Regions from separate parts of the Zea mays genome. Here all the other regions are linked to region 1. Evidence: chromatin contacts called from public Hi-C data. All regions are on one chromosome and are shown on one strand. The core of a region is the stretch at or near the end of the contact, and the rest is flanking DNA. Distances in the headings are between cores, read along the strand shown. Region 1 holds the start of LOC103640631 (2-aminoethanethiol dioxygenase-like). Region 2 has its middle 100 kb from the start of LOC111590781. Region 3 holds the start of LOC103640633 (putative pentatricopeptide repeat-containing protein At3g25970).

Region 1 (4,492 bases), core at 586-3,085:
CATCAGGACAAAACATCGTCTACTTGTAGTAGTAGTAGAAACAAAAATAACAAGAAAGAAAGGGCATCTAGAGAACAACGATGCAGGCCAGCAAGAAACATTGTAATCGATCGGGACTTCGTGTAACTACAGCCTATGGCTTGCTGCTGCCTGCTATACACAACGGCGGCGGCACGGCTCTGCCGCGATCAGTTAGACATAGTACAACCAGTGAGGGAGACGGCCGGCGACGTCACTCGTCGGAGATCGGCGGTCCACCATAGTGGACGCTGCACATCTTGAGCTCTCTCGGCATGTCGATCTCCTCAAGCCACGCCAGATGGCCTTGGCCCTGGCCCCGCTCCACGTCCTCGCCCGCAGCCACCACTGCAGAGCAAAGACACGAACCGGTCTCCCATACGTGAGTCACTACTCTAGTGCAACGGCAAGAACTCATGAGGTGAAAGATGCGGCCACTTACGCGAGTGGTGTGCGTACGGTAATTCCGCGTAGTACGTGCAGTCCCTGTCCTCCTCTATGGAGTAGGGGGGCCCGAGGACGTCGAGGATCGCGCAGGGCGCCATGGCGGTGAACCGGTGCATGTTCCCTCCCGCCGTCGGGTACAGCACGGAGGTGTCGCACGGCGCCGTGAAGACGTCGTCCACCACCAGTTCTGCCAGCCTCACTGCGCAGGAACAGAACAAGATCATAGACATCAGTGCTGCAGTGCAGAGGGGTTAACAACAGAAACAGACGATCAAGCCGGCGAGCGGCGACAGTGAGTGGCAGAAGCTTACGGCATGGGCCATCGGAGGACGAAGAGCTGGTGGTGCTCGTGGCGGAAGAAGGATCGGGGTCAGCAGTGTTGAGCCAGTCGTACGACTTGACGTGCATCGACCCCAGGAGCAGCTTGCTGAACACCGTCATCCCAGGGTGGTTGTGGAGCGGGATCACCGCGTTTCGCGGCAGGAAGAGGATGACCATCTGCCATAGACAAGGGGAAGGTTAGAAAACACGAGCTTTTTCAGCATTGCTGTAGTACACACACACTATCGAAATAATTCTGCCTACCGAGAAATTCGGGCATTTGTATATCGTCGTGTGCGTTATGGTCGGGGTGCCACCGCCACGTGTGGCGTCTCGAGCCCTGAAGAAGCTCAGGTCCGGGCTCAGGCCCACGTCCTCCGGCCGCATCCTGTCTGCATTTTGGTAGGAGAAGGAGTTGAGGTTTTTCAGTAAACGCATGCACGAAACAGGTGCATGATTGATGGATGCATACTATTCTGTACAGGAATTCAGATTCAGTATAAGCAGAGCAGCTAAGTGCTAGTGCTAGTGAAATTGAACAGAGTACGCGGAGGCCATGCCGGTCCATGACAACCAGTTCGTTCCAGATCGATCGCTGAAAATTACGAAATGTTCTAGTTTTTTTTGAGTCGGGTCGTGCATGGCTCACCGAGCATGTGGCGGAGCAGCTGGACCTCGCCGGGACTGGGCACGGTGCCGGGGCCCCGGAAGACGTGGCGGCAGGCCTGGAAGAGACGCTGCACGGCGCGGCGCCTGCGGCTGCAGCTGCGGCGTCCCGGCGCTGCTGCCCCGGCCGGTGGGCCCGCTGGAACCGGGTGCACCCGGCGCCTCTTGGCCTCTCGCTCCGTCGGCGCCGCCGCCTCGAGTAGGTCGAGCTGCAGCTCCACAACCCCCGCGCCCGCCGTCGCGGCCGCCGCCACCTCCATGGACCGAGCAACAGGAAGCGAGGGAGGAAAAAAGGAAGGAACGCGCTAGCTTAGCTTGGTGGTAAGACGAGGCAGGCAGTCAAGGCAACTAGGCAAGCGCGGAGGGTGGTGGCCGGTGGGTGGTGGAAGGAAAAAGGGGCCGCGACAGCAGGCGACTATAAACAGGAGGCGGAGCGGAGGAGGGGGTGACGGGGAGCCAGCAAAAACCGTGGGCTGTGTTCCCTGCCGCCACCCATCGCGAGCCAACAGGAAAGCGGGCGGGCGGGAGGGAGAGGATTGCCCCCCCTGCTGGTCACTGTCGGCGTGGCTGGCGGTGGCGGCCCGGTTCGCGGGAAGCGGAAAGCGCGGCATAACCAAAACCGACGGCGCGAGCCCGAGGCAGGGCGACGAGGAGTAGATTAGCACACAGTTTCCGGTTTCGTACATCACAATCGTTATCCGCTACGCTGCCACCGACACGTGGGCCCCACCGCGCGCCCGCGCTTGACATGCCCATACCGTTTACTTTCCAGGAGCGGTTCCGTCCGCTCTCCGCTCCGGAGTCCGGACTCCGCTAGCCGTCGGCTCGTCAAGCCCGTTTCCACGGGGGGAATCCATGAAAGAACACTAGTTTGAGACAGTGTTGAAATAGCACTCTTTTTTAAACAATTCAAAGAACAACACCAGTTTCATCAAATGAATTCAGAAAACAGCATTAATCTATATTTTTCATTCTTTTATTTCTCACCTCACAAGCAAATGGACCATATTGCCCCTATCATTTCATAGCCTTGTTTTATTATCTATTCTTTCAATAGGAACAACATAAATGCATGCAAGTATGTGAGCTCTATTTTTATATTGGTAAGCATAATGTTGAACATAAAAATAAACATAGATGTTCTATAAAGGAAGAAGTCTAGATTTAACCATTGAACTTCAAAGATATATTTTGCGGTGGAGAGAGTAGTTTTTAAAGAACATACAATTTTTTTGAACATGACGGGTGATTGAAGTTTTTTGAAAAAAAAACAACCACTTCAAATAAAAAAGAACAGAGGATATACAATCGAAGACCTTTCAGTGAACCAAGTATGTCTAATTTCAACAGTTCGATAACGAAGATACCTAGGTTTGAAGTTCATGTTCAATAGTTAAATCTAGACTTCTTCCTTCATAAACAATGTGTGTCTGTTTGTATGTTTAACACTATAAAAAATGGAGCTAATATATTTTATCTATTTATGTTTTTCTTATGGACAGAAGAGATAAAAAGAGGGTTATGAAATGAATAGGTGTACTTTGGTCCACTTGTATGTGGTATAAGCAATGAAAGAATGCAAAATATAGATGAAGTGCTGCTTTCTAAATTAATTTAGTGAAACAGGTGCTGTTCTAAGAATTACTTGAAAACGGATGCTATTTTCTGAATGTCGTTTCAAACCAGTGTTGTTTTGTGGATTCTCCCGTTTGCACGGTGTGAGTGCTGACACTCCGTTTCCCACTGTCGGCCTTGTTTTCATGCATCCACCTTAATTCCGTCAGTTCTAGATACCACGACCACGACATCAGATTTTTTTATATTATTTTTTGCAGTCAAACATATTCAGCTCTCTGTCACCTTCGTCATCTACTCCATCGAATCTAAGGGCCAGGCTCTAGATTTTACTAACTCTACTTATAAAAAATGCATTTTAAGTTTCTTAAAAAACAAGAAGCTAGCATCTTCTAGCTGAAAAACCAAACACCATAAACCAGGTTCTAAAAGTTAGAGATAAAAACTGAATTCTTAAAGACTAGATTGCTTTCAAACAAGACTTTAAATTTTGAAGGGAAAAGAAACTTTTCTACTCATTTTTACGGTTTATTGACTAGGCGGCTTTCTTGCTCTCGAGTTAAGCTAATACACGTTCCCTTCCCACTTCCGGCATGCGTGTGGTGACCTGTCGACCTCACGTGGCGTCCATGTGCTGACAAGGCAAGGCAAACAGTGGTAGTAATCGCCAAACCTGTGGGTGTCGTCGCTGCTGGATTCTCCGCGCAGGCCTTCTCTGACTTCAACAACAGTTTAGCTAGTCTGTCCTCGCTAGCGGGAACGTAAATAGATATATAATAATAAAAAAAACTCTAGATCAGTATAGATAAATAAAGTAAATTTGGTTTCTTAACAAAATGAATACACTTGTACATCGATTGAACACAAAGAGGAAGCTAGATTTTAGTTGCAATTAGAAATGAAAGCGGTTGAAAAAACAGCTAATTGTTTTTGCTGTCTTTTCATCTAAAACTAGATCCTGCTGGGCCAGGCATAGGCATATATAGCTGGCAGCTGCACGAGCCTGTAGCAGGGCGGAGGACGACGACGACGACGAGCTGAGCCAAAGACAAACAGTGGCCACACGTCTCCATCTTTTGAAAATACAGTCATGCTAATAAGATTTTATCTATAATACTCATTCTTTTTACATGAAAAAAATGGATGTCTTAAGTGACAGTTCCTTCGTTACCGGATTCGTGATCATGATGTCGGTTTTTGCACTTCTTTTAATTGAACTAACGGATACTTTAAATATATGCTTCTTCTTTTAAGTACCTATCTATCAGCCACCTGGAGGAAGGCATACCTCCGGTTCAGTGGCTAATCTAGCCAAGAATATGGTTGACGTCAGCAACATCAGCTTTTATATATGATATAATTTTTTTAAAACTTTAATAGTATTTTGCTAAAATGATTTATAAATTTTAGCTGACCTCTACAAACCTCTAAATCTGCCCCTGCTCACTCACAGCACGCTCTAGGA
Region 2 (4,492 bases), core at 845-3,344, 240 kb before region 1:
CTCCTCATCTGCCAGTCTCTTGCCGATGGCCGCCAGTGTGTCAGCTAACTGCTTGACCTTCCTGAAGTAGTCGGCGGCACTGAGATCATTCTTCTGGATCGTCGCGAGTTGCATCCGTATCTGCATGATACGTGCTCGCGATGTTGATGCATACATCTTCTCCAGCGTGCTCCATGCCTCTCGAGCGGTGGTGGCGTCGATGACATCCGACAGGATCTCTTCAGAGAGGGAGGAGTTGATCGCGCTGAGAACGAGCTGGTCCTGATGGTACCAGCTTGTGTACTCCGGGTTGATGACGATGGCGCGTCCACTTGTCGCCTCTGATGGTTCGGCGATGATGGTTTGTCGTGGTGGCACCACGGATCCGTCGATGTAGCCTGCAAGACCTTGACTACGAAGGTACGGCAAGACTTGGGCAGACCAGAGAAGATAATTCTCCTGGTTCAGTTTCACACTCACGACATGGCTGAACGCCGGTGTGGGCATGGTGCTAAAACCGGCGGCTAGGCTAGTGGTTGTGGAGAAAGTGGACATGGCGATTTCTTTGGATCGTAGGCTCTGGTACCATGAAAAGTTTCTTCTGAACTGCGCATCTATCCTCGTGGGATAGTAGCCTCTATTTATATCAGAGTTACAGGAATGGATTGGGATCAATTGATCCGGTTTACATGGATCAAGCGTGGACTGAGCTGCTAGACGCACGGAGCCAGTCAACAGCTACCAGTAAACTAGCGAACCTCTAACAGAATACATACACATACTCTTAACATCGATCTCCGCCAGCCACGCTAGACGGCCTTGGCCCCACTCCACGTCCACGCCGTCGAGGTCACCGCCTGCGCCCGCCACTGCAAAAGCATAGACATGGACCGGTCTCCCCGTACGTGAGTCTCTAGTGCAACGGCAAGAAGAACTCATGTACTGCTGGTAATTACATGAAAACGAAGGAATGGCAATTGGCATCCACTAAGCAATTGAAGCAATTGAACGCAAAAATCATTTACAGAGGTGGAAGATGTGCGTGGGTGGTTACTTACTCGAATGGTGTGTGTATGGTATGTCCGCGTAGTACGTGCAGTCCCTGTCCTCCTCTATGGAGGAAGGGGCTCGAGGACGTCGAGGATCGTGCAGTTCGCCATGACGGTGAACTGGTGCATGTTCCCTCCTACCGTCGGGTATAGCACGGAGGTGTCGCACGTACGGCGCTGTGAAGACGTCGTCCACCACCAGTTCTACCAGCCTCACTGCGCAGGAACAGAACAAGATCTTAGACATCACTACATCAGAACATGTGTATGTATCTATCTGCTCTACAGAGGGTTAACAAGAGAAACAGACGATCACGCCGGCGACAGTGCTAAGGAGCAGAACCATACGACACTGTCAACGCCGGGAGAAAGACGGCGGCTGAGGTAGAGAAGGAGTTGAGGGAGGAAGAATGAATACGAAGATAGAACGTAGTGATAGGTATTATGTTCTTTCTTGAGTTCCACTTCTCCACAACAGAGGAATAAGTACTCGTTATTACATGGGCTGACAAATCATTAGTTCACCCATTCCGGGCCCACCAAACGAGAGTTGGGCATAGTCTTCCTTCTGGGCCGTCCACCCGCAACGGAGTCTGCTTGATCAGCTCCCGCGTACGAAACGTGATATGCTCCGTCGTCTTCTGCTTCCTCCGTGGCTGTAGCTTCTTGTGCCTCCGGTACATTACTGACAGACATGGTCCACATGGATTCACCATCGGAGGATGAAGAACTAGTAGTGCTCGCAGAAGGATCAGGACCAGCGCGGAGCCAGTCGTACGACTTGATGTGCATCGACCCGAGGAGCAGCTTGCCGAACACCGTCATTCCAGGGTGGTTGTGGAGAGGGATCACCACGTTTCATGGCAAGAATAGTGTCACAATCTGCCAAACGTACGGGAAGGTTTGATAAAAACACGAGCTTTTCAGTACTGCACACCATCAAACAAAATTAAGCACAGTCAGGTGTCAGCCTACCGAGAAACTCGGGCATTTGTATATCGCCGTGTGCGTTATCGTCGGGACGACCTGAGCAGTGGCGGTGTCTCGAGCCCTAAAGAATCTCAGGTCTGGGCTTAGGCCCACATCCTCTGGCCGCATTCCCTCTGCACTTGATAGGAGCAGGAGTTCAGATTTCAGCAAACCCATGCACGAAACGTGTGCATACATGCTGTTCTTCAGAGCGGAACCTCGAGAATGAAATCGTCCATGTCTTTTGTGTTGTATTCGATTGTGATTTGTTTCTTCCTCACCCTCACTCTAAAGTTCTCTTGCTTGCGCTTGATTCTAACTCATTTGTGTTGCTCCTGAAGTAATTTCACAATCATATTTAGCAACTCTAACAAGAACTTCTCTCCCTCGCTTCGATTAAGTTGTTTTCTTGTTCTAACGCCTAACCAGGGTTTGAGTTTTTGTATATAGTGATAAATTTTATGTTTCGCCTATTCACCTCTCCTCTAGGCGACTTTCAATTCTCCAATTCCAATTCCCTCATCTCTTCATGCATCCTTTTGTGTTATTTGTCACTTAGAACCTCAAACATTTAATCTGATCAATTCTGCCACATCTTTGAGTTCCAATATACTATAATGGTCATCAAGAACCTTTCCAAACTCAGGACTGGCCCAAACACTAAAATCAAAGTGAGCACAACTTTTAAGTCCTTCCATGTTCTAACTTTGATACTTTCAGCTTGATCTTGTGACCATGTCCTTTTCTTGAGCTAGTACCTCTTGAGACTTATGACTTGAACCATCCAAATGTATATAAATTACTCTGATGAATTCAAGTCACGTCTTCTTATGTTGTCGTCTTCAATATCACACAACTCTTCACATGTTGATCACCTTTGACTCTTGCAAGCAGTTTCTTCTTCACTTTAGCTTTTGATACCTCAATCTTCTTGACCTTCTCCTTTACTTAGTTCCTCGAAGTTATTCCTTACCTTAGTCCTTGGTCTACCAAACTGACTCCAAGTCAAGTTCAATGACTAGCAACTTAATCAATGTCCATTCTGCTTAACCTTATTCAACTTAGGATTACTCTCCTTAGCATGACCTCTCTTGGACTTGATTGGTTCTTCGACTCAATGTAATTACTTGCTTCTTCACCTTAGCTTTGGTACATAAATCCTCTTTACCATCTCCTTTGCTTAGTTCTTCGAAGCCATATTTCCATGCTATCTTCACATTATCAAGCCTTCCTTAAGTCATACCATCTTGAGTGTACATTGAATATCCTTCTTGTGATATACATTCAATCCGTTGTCTTGATCCTTGTACGATATCCACTTTCATACCTAAGTTCCTATTCAACACTCAACAGGCTTGATTAGTCATTTAATTTTGTTTTCATTCAAACACCAAATCCCACAAAGGGCTAGATGCACTTTCAGAAGGATTGTGGATAGGATTTTTTTCTCAAGAAAAGAATAGGAACAGACCAACCAATGAAAAAATGATTTTTAAGTTAGATAATTTGAATAAGAAAATATCAGGTTAACGTATGCCAACACTTCTATAACTATTTTCAATATTATTTTTAGCTTGGAAAGTTAGTAATTTCTCTCTCACTATATTTGCCAACTTCCGAGGGAAGACGTACCTTCGATGCTAGCAAAGCGCCCTCTAAGACTCTGTCAGCAGAAGATAGAGCTACAGTGAGCCTGGGTGGGACCAACCTAGCATTCTCGGGATCCTCTACTGTAGAGGCCAAGCCTCCAACCAGCCATGTCCTAACGCCCTACAAAATCCTCTAACATTTCTCATGATTCCTCTAGGATGAGACGGTCCCGACGCCACGTGCTCCCCTCACCAAGACAAGATGTGGTGCTAGATAAATAAAATATAGCGCATGTCCATCGCTATGGTGTATCCATGAATACTAAATGGTGTGCGTTGGTACCATAGTCCATATAGCCATGTCTAGAGTTCTAGGCCTACCACAAGCACTATAAAGAACATGTAGCTATACTGCCTACTACTACACCGTACTCAACAACGTGGACACTCATAGCGATCATTGTAGCACAACATGCTTACTACAATGACAAGAGTATGAGTCGACATGCATCACATACGAATCAACAAATATGACATGATAGGGTTGATGAATGTGAGGTTACGGTTGTGGTGGTGACAGGCTGACAGCGATGGGGGTAGCCTAGTCGAGGCTAGGTTGAATGATGAGTGGATTGTTTGGTGGTAGCTTTGATATGGTAACTCATCCATTGCAACTTCTCAAGCATCTATTTTGTTGTTTTTCTTCGTAGCCATTAGCAATGATGCATAATAGGCTACTACGACAAACATCATTTACAAAACAAACATGTGTTACAAACATTACAATAAAGTCATACGAGAGAATTGAACAAGTTTTTTGGAATTTTGTTGAAAAATTATAAAGGTTTACCTGATTGAAGGACTCTATGAATAAATGGGTTGTCTCTGAGAACAAATTTTGTAATT
Region 3 (4,492 bases), core at 904-3,403, 200 kb after region 1:
CAATATAAACTTAGCTCAAGCATGACTTGGACTTTAGTCATCCATCTTTTTTATTATTTAACAACCTTTTAGGTCACTATGTTATAGAAGGCTTAACGACAATTTAATGACTATGTAATGGAACATGTAACGTGCTATGTAGTACTATTCTAATGTTACTATTTTATCTAATTATCTTTGATGTGTTGAATGGATGGTTAAATGATACTAGAAATTTTGTAATGGTATTTAGATTGATATACTTGACATTTGTATAATATAATATTTTAATAGATGTTTAATTTTTTAGGTACAGGTGACCCGATGGGTGACTTAGGGCCCGTTTGGCAAAGCTCGAGCTCCTGCTTCTTTAGCTCCAGATCCTGATCCTCATGAGGAGCTGATCCTCCTGATTCTCCTAGAAAATCAGAATCATTTTTAAAATTGTTTGGCAAGTAAACTGATTCTTGTCTTCTGAGAGTTGGTGGTCTGTGGCGATTGTCTGTTTTACCCTTTGAAGTTCAACTTTGTTACAAACCAATAAGTAGGATGCATATACAGAAAAAAAATATGAAACAATAACATATAAAATATTCCCATCATAGTAGTGCATAAAATGGTCTTAAATGTTTAATCCATAAATTGGCTCGTTATGTTTTTGTCCAATGGCAATTGCGGGTAATTTCGATTAAACTTTAAGGGGAGGTCCATATTTGGTTGGTTGAGGAGCTGTTTTAAGGGAGGGTGGAGCAGGTTTTTTTAGATCCCACCTTTTTTCACAAAAACGACTTCCGATCTTTCAGCTGCACACGAGAATCAGTTTAAAAAAATACCCGTTTGGCACGGCTGCTCCAGATCCTCGCTTAGAATCAGGAGCTGGAGCTGTGCCAAACGGGCCCTTATACTCACATGGGTATGAGTATGAATATGAGGGTAAATCCATATATATCAGTGTATATGGATGATTCGATAAAGTTATTTTTATGTCGTCGGTACGAGTATAGATATTAGTAACCAATGATTATTTATTCATTGCCATCTCTAACTGCCACCGCCCACCAGCCACTCCATCTAGTTCGCAGCCGGCCCCGGCCTCCACTCACCAGTAGCTCGGGCTCGGCGGTGGCCCCGACCTCGACTGCGAGTGGCGAGCCCTCGACGCCGCCAGCGGCCAGCCCCGGACTCTCGCACTCCACCAGCAGAGGCACCAGTCCATCACTCCGTCGTCAATTCGTCATCGTGATTCGTGAACCGGCTTCCGCGCCTTCGTCCAGCAAGCCGCCATCAGCCTGCTTCGGTTGTACCTTCTTATTTGCAGCAAGCCATTGCCCTCGCCCCCTATGGCAACACCAACAGAGCAGTCATCTAACAATGTATGATTTGATTTTGATGATGGATGTGTCCTCTACAGCCGGTTAATAGAGACCGGATTAAGTTTAATCCAACTATCGTCTCTTTAATCGAGCCCTTAATCGAGAGGACCCACGTTAACCTTGATTAAAGCCCGCAGGCACACAATGCTATAAATATAGAACTGATGGGTCGCAGAAAAGACTAACGCTAATACCTCGTCTTAAAACTCTAGTTCCCAGAGGCCCCATCGCCTAAACGTCCTGAAAACGCTACAATCCACTGCGGCCTCGGATCTCGACGTCCAAGCCACCTCTGTAGGACGACAGCGTCGGGATTAGAGATGGTGGGCGAGGATCGGATCCGTCTCCTCCACTACAGAGCAACGATATGTCATCCTAATCACCTCTGTTTATATGTTCATAGTGAGCACATGCATAGATTCAATGCTATTCATTCAAGTAACCTCGGATTAGTCTAAGTAGGACACTATTAGAGCAACTCTAAAAGAACGAGTAAATTAACCCAAAACAGATATTAATCAAGAATAGTGTTTTTTCTTACTTCAATAGCTCCCTCATTTTTTTCCTAAAAAATTGGTGTCCCGCATCCACAGTCTCCCCTCCCTCATATTTTGGTGTGTTCTATCCCTCTCCAATCAATTTCTCAACGTATCAAATCATCATCAGCCTCCCGACGGATTACGCCACATATCATATTTAAAATAACTGTTGGAGTACACATTATAATTTACTCTTAAAACTTTTTAGTCTACTTTTAATAATCAGTTTTGGGGTAAAAATTTTAGGTTATTAACGTTTGCCTCCCGGCTCCGCAAATGCCCGCGCACGGCACGCGCGGGGACGCATCCACCGCCACCGTAGCCTGTATAGCTGCGCATGCACCGCCGCCAGCACCACGCACTCGCTGCCGCCAAGTCCCACGCCACGCTCCTCAAGTCCGGCGCCTCCTCCCCCACGCCCTGGAACCAGCTCCTCACAGCGTACTCCGCCACTGGCCTCGCCGCCGCGCGCCGGGTGTTCGACGAGATCCCCCACCCCGACGCGGCCTCCTGGAACTCCCTCCTTGCCGCGCACGTCGCGGCTGGAGCGCACCGGGACGCATGGCGCCTGCTTCGGGCCATGCACGCGCGGGGGCTCGCCGCCAGCACCTTCGCCCTCGGCTCGGCGCTCCGCTCCGCGGCCGCCGCGCGACGCCCTGAGCTCGGCGCCCAGCTGCAGTCATTTTCCGTCAGGTGCGGCCTCGCTGATAACGTCTTCCCTGCGAGTGCGTTGCTCGATGTGTATGCGAAATGTGGCCGCTTGGGCGATGCTCGCCGGGTGTTCGATGGAATGCCAGTGCGGAATATCGTTTCTTGGAACGCGATCATTGCTGGGTATACGGACTCTCGGAAGCCGGCAGAAGCAATGGAGCTGTTTCTTGAGATGCAGAGGGTGGGGTCGGTCCCGGATGGTACGACATTTGCTGTCTTACTCGCGACAATTGCTGGCCCAAGGTGGTATTCCTTGATGCGGCAGCTGCATGGCAAGATTGTGAAGTATGGTTCTGCGTTGGGGTTGGTAGCGCTGAATGCAGCAATCACTGCATACTCACAGTGTGATGCGCTTGCAGACTCTAGAAAGATTTTTGATGGAATTGAGAGCAGGGATCTGATATCATGGAATTCTATGCTAGGAGCCTACGCTTACCATGGGCTGGACGATGAGGCAATGAGATTCTTTGTCAGGATGATGAGAGAGAGTGGAATCCAGCCTGACATGTATAGCTTTACAAGTGCCATAAGTGTTTGTTCGGAGCATGGGTGTGATGATCAGCAAGGGAGATCGATTCATAGTTTGGTGATCAAGTTTGGGTTGGAAGGAGTCACACCTGTTTGCAATGCTATGATCGCCATGTACACTAGGTTTGCTGATAACTGCATGATGGAGGATGCTTATAACTGCTTTAGTTCTTTGGTTTTTAAGGATGCAGTCTCCTGGAACTCTATGCTAACTGGATATTCACATCACGGTTTGAGTTCTGATGCTTTGAAATTCTTCAGATGCATGCGGGCAGAGAATATTAGAACAGATGAGTTTGGGCTCTCTGCTGCTCTGAGGTCTTGCTCAGACCTTGCTGTACTTCGGCTAGGTAGACAAGTACACAGTTTGGTCGTCCAATCTGGTTTTGCTTCCAATGACTTCGTTTCAAGTTCGCTGATCTTCATGTATTCTAAGTGCGGAGTGCTTGGTGACGCAAGAAAGTCCTTCGAAGAGGCAGACAAGAGTAGCTCTGTGCCCTGGAACTCTATGATGTTTGGTTATGCTCAACATGGGCAGGCACAGACTGTGACCGACCTCTTCAATGAGATGCTGGACCTTGAGGTTCCTTTGGATCATGTGACCTTTGTTGCCCTGATTACCGCCTACAGCCATGGTGGTCTTGTAGATGAAGGGTCAGAAATTCTCAATACGATGGAAACTAGGTATAAAATTCCTATGCGAATGGAGCACTATGCATGTGGTGTTGATCTATATGGGAGGGCAGGACAGCTTGATAAAGCAAAAGAGCTTATTGAGTCTATGCCATTTCAGCCAGATGCCATAGTTTGGATGACCCTTTTAGGTGCTTGCAGAATCCATGGGAATATGGAACTAGCAAGCGATGTGGCAAGGCATTTATTTGTGGCGGAACCTCGACAGCACTCCACCTACGTTCTTCTCTCCAGCATGTATTCTGGTCTTGGTATGTGGAGTGACAGAGCAACAGTGCAGAAGGTAATGAGGAACAGGGCATTAAGCAAAATTCCTGGATGGAGCTGGATTGAGGTGAAAAATGAGGTGCATTCCTTTAACGCAGATGATAGGTCACACCCAAGGATGGTTGAAATCTTTGATATGTTAAGAATGCTGCTTCAGGTTGCACCGAGGCTTTGCTCTTCTGGAGGTGAAGAGATTCCCATGACAATATCCAGTGAAACATGACCTGCAACCTTTTGTCTTGCACATTTTTTCTTAACAACCCAGTGTTATCATTGTTTTTTTTTTTTTGAAAAGAAATTTACTGTAGGAGACTCCTACAGTATTTATTTTATTGTTTCAGACGATTACTTTACAAGTTACATAGATGATATGTTACAGCGATTGAAGCCAATGTCTAACAT

What was found. A called contact is a pair of places that touch in the nucleus more often than the background predicts.
Region 2: a contact with region 1 is called in a Hi-C map of ear, with 3 times the contacts expected there. The contact joins the enhancer-like site here to the promoter of LOC103640631 in region 1. A contact is called at or near these places in 5 of 25 Hi-C or Micro-C datasets (ear, leaf, root tip and 1 more) and 1 of 3 datasets of contacts at active chromatin or transcription factors (leaf).
Region 3: a contact with region 1 is called in a Hi-C map of bundle sheath, with 4 times the contacts expected there. The contact joins the promoter of LOC103640633 here to the promoter of LOC103640631 in region 1. A contact is called at or near these places in 9 of 25 Hi-C or Micro-C datasets (bundle sheath, ear, endosperm and 4 more).

What each region holds. Positions count from the first base shown.
Region 1 is chr1:180,825,886-180,830,377 of Zm-B73-REFERENCE-NAM-5.0, forward strand. It overlaps LOC103640631 (2-aminoethanethiol dioxygenase-like), which reads right to left and starts at 1,836. Exons shown (of 5, transcript NM_001329842.1): 1 at 1,436-1,836; 2 at 1,051-1,178; 3 at 777-963; 4 at 461-664; 5 at 1-366. The coding sequence starts at 1,712. The coding sequence ends at 233.
Region 2 is chr1:180,582,772-180,587,263 of Zm-B73-REFERENCE-NAM-5.0, forward strand. It overlaps the pseudogene LOC103645083. Among protein-coding and RNA genes, the nearest start is that of LOC111590781, 100 kb to the left of the region's middle. Within about 2 kb of position 2,095, at least 8 of the 20 cell types and tissues checked have an H3K27ac peak or open chromatin away from gene starts, as enhancers often do. A contact at or near this core is called in ear and tassel, where this site is marked.
Region 3 is chr1:181,023,952-181,028,443 of Zm-B73-REFERENCE-NAM-5.0, forward strand. LOC103640633 (putative pentatricopeptide repeat-containing protein At3g25970) reads left to right here and starts at 2,154. Exons shown (of 1, transcript XM_008664090.3): 1 at 2,154-4,492. The coding sequence starts at 2,229. The coding sequence ends at 4,313.